Linked DNA regions of Sus scrofa: regions 1 and 2 are each linked to region 3. A link is a contact called in public HiChIP or PLAC-seq data. All regions are on one chromosome and are shown on one strand. The core of a region is the stretch at or near the end of the contact, and the rest is flanking DNA. Distances in the headings are between cores, read along the strand shown. Region 1 holds the start of MAML2 (mastermind-like protein 2). Region 2 overlaps MAML2 (mastermind-like protein 2). Region 3 overlaps MAML2 (mastermind-like protein 2).

What was found. HiChIP or PLAC-seq counts read pairs in DNA pulled down with a chosen protein or histone mark.
Region 1: an H3K27ac HiChIP or PLAC-seq map of alveolar macrophages shows a contact between it and region 3. The contact joins the promoter of MAML2 here to the enhancer-like site in region 3. A contact is called at or near these places in 3 of 5 promoter capture datasets (fetal liver, fetal skeletal muscle and liver), 3 of 47 Hi-C or Micro-C datasets (embryonic fibroblasts, heart right ventricle and skeletal muscle) and 2 of 2 datasets of contacts at active chromatin or transcription factors (alveolar macrophages and skeletal muscle).
Region 2: an H3K27ac HiChIP or PLAC-seq map of alveolar macrophages shows a contact between it and region 3. The contact joins two enhancer-like sites. A contact is called at or near these places in 2 of 2 datasets of contacts at active chromatin or transcription factors (alveolar macrophages and skeletal muscle).

What each region holds. Positions count from the first base shown.
Region 1 is chr9:28,371,539-28,374,817 of Sscrofa11.1, forward strand. It overlaps MAML2 (mastermind-like protein 2), which reads right to left and starts at 1,444. Exons shown (of 4, transcript XM_021102335.1): 1 at 1-1,444.
Region 2 is chr9:28,352,824-28,356,248 of Sscrofa11.1, forward strand. All of the region lies in intron 1 of MAML2 (mastermind-like protein 2), which reads right to left. Among named protein-coding and RNA genes, the nearest start is that of MAML2, 18 kb to the right of the region's middle. Within about 2 kb of position 1,893, at least 10 of the 83 cell types and tissues checked have an H3K27ac peak or open chromatin away from gene starts, as enhancers often do. A contact at or near this core is called in alveolar macrophages, where this site is marked.
Region 3 is chr9:28,163,340-28,166,419 of Sscrofa11.1, forward strand. The region is part of intron 1 of MAML2 (mastermind-like protein 2); the gene reads right to left. Among named protein-coding and RNA genes, the nearest start is that of MTMR2, 190 kb to the left of the region's middle. Within about 2 kb of position 1,587, at least 6 of the 83 cell types and tissues checked have an H3K27ac peak or open chromatin away from gene starts, as enhancers often do. A contact at or near this core is called in alveolar macrophages, where this site is marked.

The DNA of each region.
Region 1 (3,279 bases), core at 194-2,693, 210 kb after region 3:
TGTAAACACAAGATGGGGGGGGCGAGGGTAGAGCAAGAATTCAGGGATGGTCAAGCGAGAGACAGAAACAGACAGCAAAGGGAAATGAGAGAGGTGTTAATAGAGAGCTGGCCCCCCCCTCACCTAGTTGTTTCCGAAGATTCTTTATGGGGTTGTTTCTGCAGAGAAACACATTTCTACCATGATCTATGTAACCCACAGCATTTACTTTTCCTCAGGTTTTTTTTTTTTTTTTTAAAGTGCTGTTTCAGACGCTTTTTGAAGTCAATGCTCAAAACGTACAAAAATCAAGAGAGACTGTCTTTTGGCTTTTAATTTTTCCTCCCTTTCCCTTCGCTCCGGTGTTTTCTCCTCTTGGGGGGGGGGGTACTGTAGGATGTTGTCTTCTCCCCAAAGAGGGAGACGGCTTTTCAATTGTTAATGTCAGTAATTGGACTTTTGGACCATGCTTTTTTCTTCAGCTAATCCAATCACCGGTAAAAATCCTCATTCCCTCTAAGGTTTCCCAGCCTTAAATGAAAGCAGTCTGAAGTCACTAGCCACTGAGAAGAGAATCCTTCAACACATTTTTTTTTCCTTTCCCGCTTACGTTTCTATTCCTCACCCCCGGCTCGATTCTAATACAGTATCAAGAGAGACAAACTCTTCCGAGAGTAATTTACAAACGATGGTCAAACTTACAAACTTCCAGCAAATTGCACCGAGTCATGTCCAGCCACTTTTCTGTCCACTTTTGTACATTCCATCCCCGGCCAGTGGATCTGAGGGTCTGGACTCTCAATAAGCAATGTGGTTCTACCTCTTGGATTGCTCCGCTTTAGAGATGGAAAAGAAAGTAGCTGGTCTTTTCCTTTCTCTTTCCCGTCTGTTGTTCGCCGCTTGGCTGACACTGGCTCCGCTGCCCGGAGTCACGGCGATACACAGGCTTTCATTGTGCTCCGATAGGAGAGGGAGAGAAAGAGAGTGAGACAGAGGGAGAAAGAGAGAGCCAGCGAGCTGCAGAGGGGGGTGGGGGGGCGGAGGGCGGGGGGAGAGCTGGCCCGAGGCTCCCTGGTGGAAGGCGGGTGCCACTGCACGGGCGAGCCAGGCGGCCGGCGCCGGGGAAAGGGGAACGCAGAGGGCCTCCCAGCGGCTGAAGAGGTGAATCCCAAAGCCTGCGCATCTCCGCGGCGCGCGCAGCTCGGCCTCCGACTGGGCTCGGGGGTGGGGGAGGGGGGAAGGCTGGGGAAATTCCCCAGCCTCTACCCGACGACTTCACGAGCTCGAAACGTTGAAGAAATTCCCGCCCAGGGAATGTATTTTCCCATGCAGACCTCCGTTCTCCCCGCCCTTGCCCCCGAGGATGTCATTTTCATTTTTCAATATGTTGTCGATGACACCCCTGAGCACCTTAGCGAGAGTTGGGTGAGCACGGAGGAAACGCTCATTCGTGTCAGGGAGACACAGGGTGTGTGCGCGCGGGTCGGGGAGGGGGGGAGGGTGGGGGAGGGGAGAGGAACTCGCACCCTCAGCTCCTAAAGGGCAGGAGAGTGTCAGTCTACCTGCCCGCCTGTGGTGTGCGTCTCTGATAAGTCAATAGGGGATTACGAGCGAATCAGTAGCAATAAAAATAAAATACTCTACCATGGTGAAATTACCAATACCAGTTCTAGAAGGGGAAAAAAAAAGATTTCCTTGAAAATACAAGTTTGCCTACGACGAACCAAAAATGCAAGATCTGAGGTCTCCACAGCTGTCCGATTTACATCTATAATGAGGAAAATCATTCCGTTAGCAGTAGTTTCAAGAAGTTTAATAACACAAACCAAATCTCAGACACTGAATGTTGTCCCCTCTTCAGACAATCCTACCTTTAAGGTCTCCAAAAGTATACTGAATTCTGTTTGTTGTCAGTTACGGAGAATAAATTAAGATGAGCACACTGTTATTATAATCAGGACCATAAATGTTCTATGTATCCTAACTTGGAAGTCATTTCAATTTGAGGTCTCAAGCAATGGGGCTTTTTTAATCTAAACCAACTCTGCCATTTCAATAACACGGTCCTACTTCAAACTGAGTTGAAGAGAAATGAATGGGCAAAATCAAAGCAAACATTTTAAGACTGGATTTATCTATAGTTTAGTTCTCTTTAGGCTGGCCTACATTGGTCCATTTCATTTTCACAAATCCTGGAATGTTAGTTTGGAACCAGGAACAAGTGCATTCTGATGGCATATAACTTTGCTACTTTTCATTGGAACATATTTTATCTGTCTCTTCCAAGGCTAAGTTCCTCACCACTCAAGAAGAAAGGCAGAAATATATTGTTGTTGGGTATGCAAATTTGAATAGAGAATTCCCTCTATTAAAAAGAATTCCTCATTAAAAAGTGAATGAGTTTCGATCATATTACATTTTTTTAAAGGTGCATCCATTAGACATTACTTTCTTTCTACCACTCCTGACACTTTATATCCAGCAGTAATACTTGACAAAAGAGAAAAAATTAAATCTAAAACTTACCATTCACTGTACAGTCCTGCAATAGCATGGGTTTTGATTAATAACAGAGTCCTTAGTCAAATCTGCAACTCTTATATAAACTTTGATTTCTATGCTAGATAGGGACATACCTTAAGAACTTGGTCAAGCAAGAATTTGATAAATTTTCATTCTATATTCTAATGGTGTAGGACACTCCTCTACAATGTCTTTTATACACATTTAAACTTATGGCCATTTGATTTCAAGCTGACGTCATCATCCACATCCTCATTTCCATTCACATCAGTTACTATTTATTTACACTCAGTTTCAGGCACAGTACTTCCCTGATTTCTCCCTTAATCTACCCAAATCCTGAGGGAGAGGTATTACTAACTCCACCCAGAAATGAAGAAACTGAGGCTCATCAAAATCAAAACTATTTACATTAAACTAACTAGGAAGTAACAGATTAGGACTTGAACTCAAGACTGATTTCAAACCTATGCTCTCTTAACCACTGGGCTTGCTGCCTCAGTATCAAGTGTGAAAAGAGTTACAGGGAAACCAGACTATCCCCAAAATAGCTCAAGGGCTGTAATTACACTTCAATCAACATGCTGGAGTCTAAGTCCTATAATACCTCCAAGAAATGAGTAGTGAATAGAACTACTCATCTGAATATGGGAGCAGACAAGTGAGAAAATAGTCAATTACATCCAGCTGCCAATAAAATAAACATTACTTTTTTCCTTGTCTTTCTCTTTTTTATGGAACTGTTCCCTCTTATAACCCTAATGCTTCTGTATAGCC
Region 2 (3,425 bases), core at 643-3,142, 190 kb after region 3:
TCCCTTGTGGCACCGTGGGTTAAGGACCCAGAATTGTCATTGCAGCAGCCAAAAAAAAGAAATACTGATTATGAGTAATGGTATCTCCAGAATCTCCACATCAGAGGGCTTAAAGAGCAATTTGGTTGCAAGTCAGGGAGAGTAATCTGGTTGCAACCAGGAAGTAATCTGGTTGCAGCTGAGTTTCCTCTGCATCTTACAAAATACTGAAAAAAAAAAAAAAAAAAAAAAAGCCTCTGTCATTTTATCTGACCTCTCTGAGAGAGAGCAGAGGTTATAATGTCTTCAAGGAACTCATTTGTCTTCAAGACATTACAATGAACTTTGGTAAAACTAAGTTTATTCTTTAAATGGATCCAAGGCCTACTCACAGTATAATCTGCCCCTTGATACATTCTTACATGTAAAGTGAACATTTCACCAAGAATCTCCAGGTATGGATTCCTGAATCTTGAAGAAGCCACTCCAATGACTTATCAGCTTTGTTGCCTTCTCTCTGCCCACCGTAGATATCAATAATGAACTACCATGGCCTGCTTTCCCACAGAGCTTAGATATTTCCTTAGAATCCTCAATACAGCCCACCAGGTGACAACTTCCAACCTTCCCTGGGATGCAAGTTGAAACATATTTGTCACTCACAGATCCTACATGTTCAAGCACTTTCTAACTCTTAAAAAATATGGGAATGGCAGCTGTTTCAAAGAGTAATCTGTGACCTGTAGGCATTCATTCTGAATTCTCTCTGCACTTTGGAGGATGAGTTGGTCTTAATTGTTATTAACTTTCAGATGTCTTGCTGCACATGGCTTTCAAACTCAGGCTTGGCTCATGTGTGAGCTGCAGTCTGAGATCGCATGTGTAATTACCTTCTAGAGGTAGTCAGAAACCATGACTAGACACACAGACAGTGGCATCATCCACTCTGCTCAAACCCAACTCCACCATATCTGACTGAGTGACCTGGCAGATCTCACACCTCAACTTCCTCATCTGTCAAATGGAAATAAGATCACACCAACCCACTTGATAATGTGATTACGAGGAAACTTGGGTTGATACTCCAAAAACACTTAGAAGAGTACCTGACATGTTAAACATTTAATCAATCTGATTAAAAAATATTGGACCAAAGGAATACCTCAAAGATCAGTGTTTCACAGCTGGTGCAGAGAACATTTAGCCATAGAAATATAAAGGGTTGAGGTCCTTTAAAAATGCATGCTCCCCACAGTTTAGTTCAACATTTACCAAATACTTGCTTATGTGATGTCTGACACTGTTATGACAATGGAAATACAAAGATAAATAAGGCACTTCTCCACCTTGAAGTAAAAATCTTAACAACTATGAAGCCCTATATTTTTTTCAAGGTAATGAGAAAACACCCACCATCAGCATAAAAAAATACATTCAATCTGGATCTGAATGCATTCAAAATCACTTTTCAGCAGAGTAGCAGGTCTCTCCCTTAAGCTCCATCTAAGATCTGATTCCAAAATAAGCAACAGCAAGGAGAAAAACTTAGACCAATCTTGGTTTCAGAGATGAATCTGCTTCTTTGATTCAGGATCAAGTTTCTTTTCATAACAACCTTGGAGCCCTCTCTCCCCAGACCTGCGGGTTGACTCACTAGACTCATAAGAAATAAAGGTAGCAAAGTGCAGGCTTTCATAAATTCAAAATGTTTTCTCACTTTGCCTTGTATTCTTACAAATTAATGAATTTTTTAAAAATTTAAAATTAAAAAAAAAAAAAAACACAAGACTGTCTTTTTCCAGCCTCCCTTTTCTAGATTTGATGTGCCCTGGGTGTCTGACATCCTCATTCCATTCATGATTTCCATTCTTTCTTGGAGAGTCATTGCTTCAAAATATGTGTGGGTGTGCTTCTGGGAGCTCAAGACACTCTATGTCCTCATCTTAGATGCAAATTCGGTGGTGCATTTGGGGCCCAGCTACTCCACTCTGTCAGCTGTGTGCCTTGCAGAACCCAGAGGTCAGGACAGTGGCTCAACACACTAGCAGAGTTAGCATAGGCCAATTCAAGCCTCTTACCAGTCTCTAAAATGAGTATAATAATACCCCAGAGAATAAACAGAGTTAACTTGTGTGTACACATTCGATAAACTGAAAATTTGCCATTCAAAAATAAAGACATTAGTAGTATTTCTCAGCTGCTCTGTATAGTATAAAAAAGCTACACTCACCTTATTTACAACACGGGGTTTCTGTGTGGACAATAATGGTTGTATACCTGTAGGATGATGATATGATGACTATTGCAAACCAGTTACCACTTCTGCCTGCCTCCTGAGAGAGCCTGCTATGCCTCCACTTCCTTCTGGCCCAGGTGCTCATCTCCTGACCCTTTCTTTCCTGTTTCTATGGCTAAAGAGAGATGATATTCTTCTTTTCCTCAAAAGAAGCCTTTCAGCCATTCCTCTTTCATTCTCAAGCCTCAATGACTTCTAACAAAATGATCACAATAGCTTCAAGGAACAGAAGATGCTGACATGGCCACCCTCCTCCTTAGAAGCATCAGAACCAGCATCTTGCACAGACTAACCAAAGCAGCACACAGCCTGGACCACTGTGCAGGCAGCCGTCCAGGCTCAGAGCAGCACTGGCAAAGGAGACCATCTTCTAGCTCTGAAGGTAACCGTTTGTTTAGGGTTATCATGTGTCACTTCTCAGAGTGTTTACTTCATTTTAATGAACCCAAATCATTCTCCAATCAGCCACCTTAAGGAACAAAGAACTGTACATTATTTATCACTAGTTAAATTGATCTCATTCTTTCATTTGTTTGTTGACTCTCTGTCCGTGCACCCTTTCTCATTAAAATATAGACATCATCCAACAAGAACTTTGCCTCTCCTAGGTGGCCCAAAGGCCTGACATAGGATCCAGCATACAGCAAGGCACTCAATGTATGTAACTTCTATGCCATTATCCTCCTCCTTGCACCAATATTTTCTATTCATGAGATATTGGGCTTTAGAATTTCAATCTGGAAACAATCTTTTTTTTTTTTAATACCCTGAGAGTCTGATTTCTAGGGCTCCTTTTTTTTTTTTTTTTTTTTTGTCTTTTTAGGGCCATACCTGAGGCATATGGAAGTTCCCAAGCTAGGGGTCAAATCGGAGCTGTAGCTGCCGGCCTACACCACAGTCACAGCAACGCCAGACCCAAGCTGCATCTGCGACCTACACCACAGCTCATGGCAATGCCAGATCCTTAACCCACTGAGCGGGGCCACGAATCGCACCTGCATCCTCATGGATGCTAGTCAGATTGTTTTCGCTAAGCCACGACAGAAATTCCAATCTGGGAACAATCTTAAAAGGTCATCATGCCCCTGTATGTTTCAAATGGTTGTAGCACATGGAGTCATGTTTTTAATCACACTAAGGCATATCCATA
Region 3 (3,080 bases), core at 337-2,836:
TAATGATCTCTAAGATGCCTTCAGGTTCTATTAGTCTATGGATCTGTGACTTAACAGGATCACAGAGTTAGTAAGTGGTCGGACACGGAACCTCTTTATTTCTTTTACAGCCCTTATTACCAACTATAAATACTTCGGTTTTTGTTTATTTATTTACTGGTATATTATCTTTCTTCCTTAGCAAGTTAAAGGTTCCAAGTGTCTTCAAGATTCTGGAATGACTTCTTTGCTGAGAAAATCATGCGTCTTATATATTTAAAATCAGCCACTTTCTTACCCAAATAGTATATTGAAATTAAAAAATTAGTCAACAAAGTTTTGCTGTATATAAATTAATTTATCCTTCTTTCCTCCAAATTCTATCTGACATTTCCAACTACTTGATACAAAGAAATTTTATAGTGATCTTCTCCATTCTTTCTTACCACATTGTGGTTGAGAAGTGAATGGCATGTTCCAACTAATTCAGCTGATATTGCCTTAATTTCCTCCAGCTAAGAGGGGTAAATAGAAATGGTTACCATGGAAAGACACAAATACCACCGTCTGCTATTTCCTCATTGGCCACAACATCATTGCAAGAAGCAGCAAGGGTGCCTTCTAAAAACTGAGCTTCAGGCATGTACAAGGCATTAAATCCACAGTGCCTGCAGCCTCTCAGGTTGCCTAATGACAGCAGAAGATGGGGGTGGAGAATGGTAATAACAGCTGGTATTTATTGAACCTTTACCCAATGCCAGGTATTGTACCCAAACTAGATACACATTAGTTCCTTTCAACTACACATCCAGCCTATGAGTTCAATCTTATTATTACATCTTAGAGGAGAAAATGGATCCTTAGACATTTAAATTTTCTCAATTTCACTTATCTACTAGGTGGCAGAAGTGAGGTTCTAACCCAGGTCTTTTTAATTTTTGTAAACTGTGGTGATGATTTTATGGTACTTTTGTGCTGGAGGTAAAAAGTAACTGACTACTTAAAGGTCAGCTTTTCTTATAATTTATGCGATTCCTAATGAGAATGGCTTGTTCCTTCCTACCTCTGGAGGAGGGATTCTTCTGGTTCACTGCTCAGGAGATCCTCGTATCAGGCAATGGAATGTGTAAGCCAGAGGTCTTGTATCGCATTTTACTTTTCTGTTATTGCTTTGGGCATCAGACCAGGGGATCATTTTAACAGCAACAAAATGTCTTACAGTTTATAATGAAATGAACTGTGGCCCCTGCTCTAAGGGCCGGAAACACCATAAGTACCTCGTAGATATTTATTGAACTAAATTACTGTTGAACTAAACTACTGTTGAACTAAACTTCGGTCACTGACCCAGTTAAGTGAGGACCAACATGGAGCCAAGTAGTCCTACACTAAGGTGCCAGTGAACTCACTTATATGTGACCATCTAAACATCCAGAAATCAATCTGATGGACCAGAGTAGGAAGAACTCCAAGGTCTGTAGTTAGACCTATCATTTCAGGAAACTATACCTAAATGTACATGTTAATTTACAGTTTCCTAAACTGTCCTTTTTCCTCCCCACCAGGCTTCTCCTCTTTCTTTTTTCCCTGCAGAATGAGCCACATGATTGCTTCAATTTGCCACTTCCCTCTGACAGATCTAGTCATATGTCTGTATGTAATACATACACACTTACATAAACATGAGTTGAAGTCAATTTAGATAACAACTGACAAGAAATTAAATATTTAAAGATGTTGTTGATTACGGAGTTATCACAAATGTCTAGTTAGCATCCCAGACTGGAAAAAAAAAAATCCACCACGATGATTTCATCTTGGCAGTCTTCCCCATCTCCCCCCGAACTACAACTGCTACCTATTTACTTGGAATCTTAATTCACAGTTGTTTATTTCCTGCATTCACAGGCAAAGTTGGGGAAAACATACTTTAGTGAATTTCAAATTTCAGAGTTAATAGCATACTGCTGGTACGGTATTTATTCCACTTTAATATATGAAGGTAAGCATCTGCTGTTCTTTTGACTGATGACACAGTTCATTTTCTCCTGAGTAACAGAGACATTTGAAAACGGCTGAAAGCTCACTTTCTGCCTCGTTTCCTGTAAATATCTTTACACTTACTTCAAAGCTGACCTTTCACTTAGATCGAAATCCATGTTACTAAAAACTTGCAGAGCAGAGAACTGAATCAATAGGTTGAACATTAAAATAATTTATCTTGATTTATTTACTGTACCCTGAACACACCTTTGAGGGTTTATAATTTCTGGGGACACCTTGAGCAGCCTGAGTGAAGTGTCTGCCAAAAATCACATCTGACGAGGGCCTTGGGTTGTTTTTTGTGTTTTTTTTTTTTTTTCCACTGCTGTTTTTGAAAAGTGCCATCGGGAAGCTTAACTATAACAATTCTCTTTCAATGTCGTCAGTTTTCCATGGGTTCAGGCAAGTCACAGTATAGATCTCAGATACACAGAAAATTGTAAGCGGAAACCGGGTTAAAAGGCAAGGAAATGTTGTATATACCTAACATCATAGAAATCAAGTATAAAAGACAGACCCCTGAATTGCAGAGTAGAATCGAGTTAGCCGTCTTAACTGGAAACAGAATTCAAATTACCTTGTGCTTGGTTACCGGAGAGGAATGAGGCGGCTTTAAAAATAGACACCACTGTTTTGGGCCTTTGTTTAAAATAGTAATTCCCAAGATGAAGTTTCTCTTAGTGTCTTTAATATGCCTGGATCAAAAGATGGGAATCTGACTGGTTTAGGAAAATCTTTAGGGAAAACCTAATTCCTTTGTTTTCTCAGCAAAGACTTTGGATAAGAGTCTAAGTTTACTTTAGCCTGTGCATTTTGAGAACTGGACGACAAATTTACTAGGAGCCAGAGAGAGTTTCCTCACATGATCTAAGCTGTGGAATTTCTTTGTTTCTTGCCTTTCAGATAGAAGAAGAATAACAAGCATTGTACTGTCCACAAATGCACTGACCATTCAGTCTCCATTTTAACACATGACACACACTGTGTGTGTGTGTGTGTGAGAGAGAGAGAGAGAGAGAGAGAGGAGACAGACAGACAGACAGACAGAGAAAGATGGA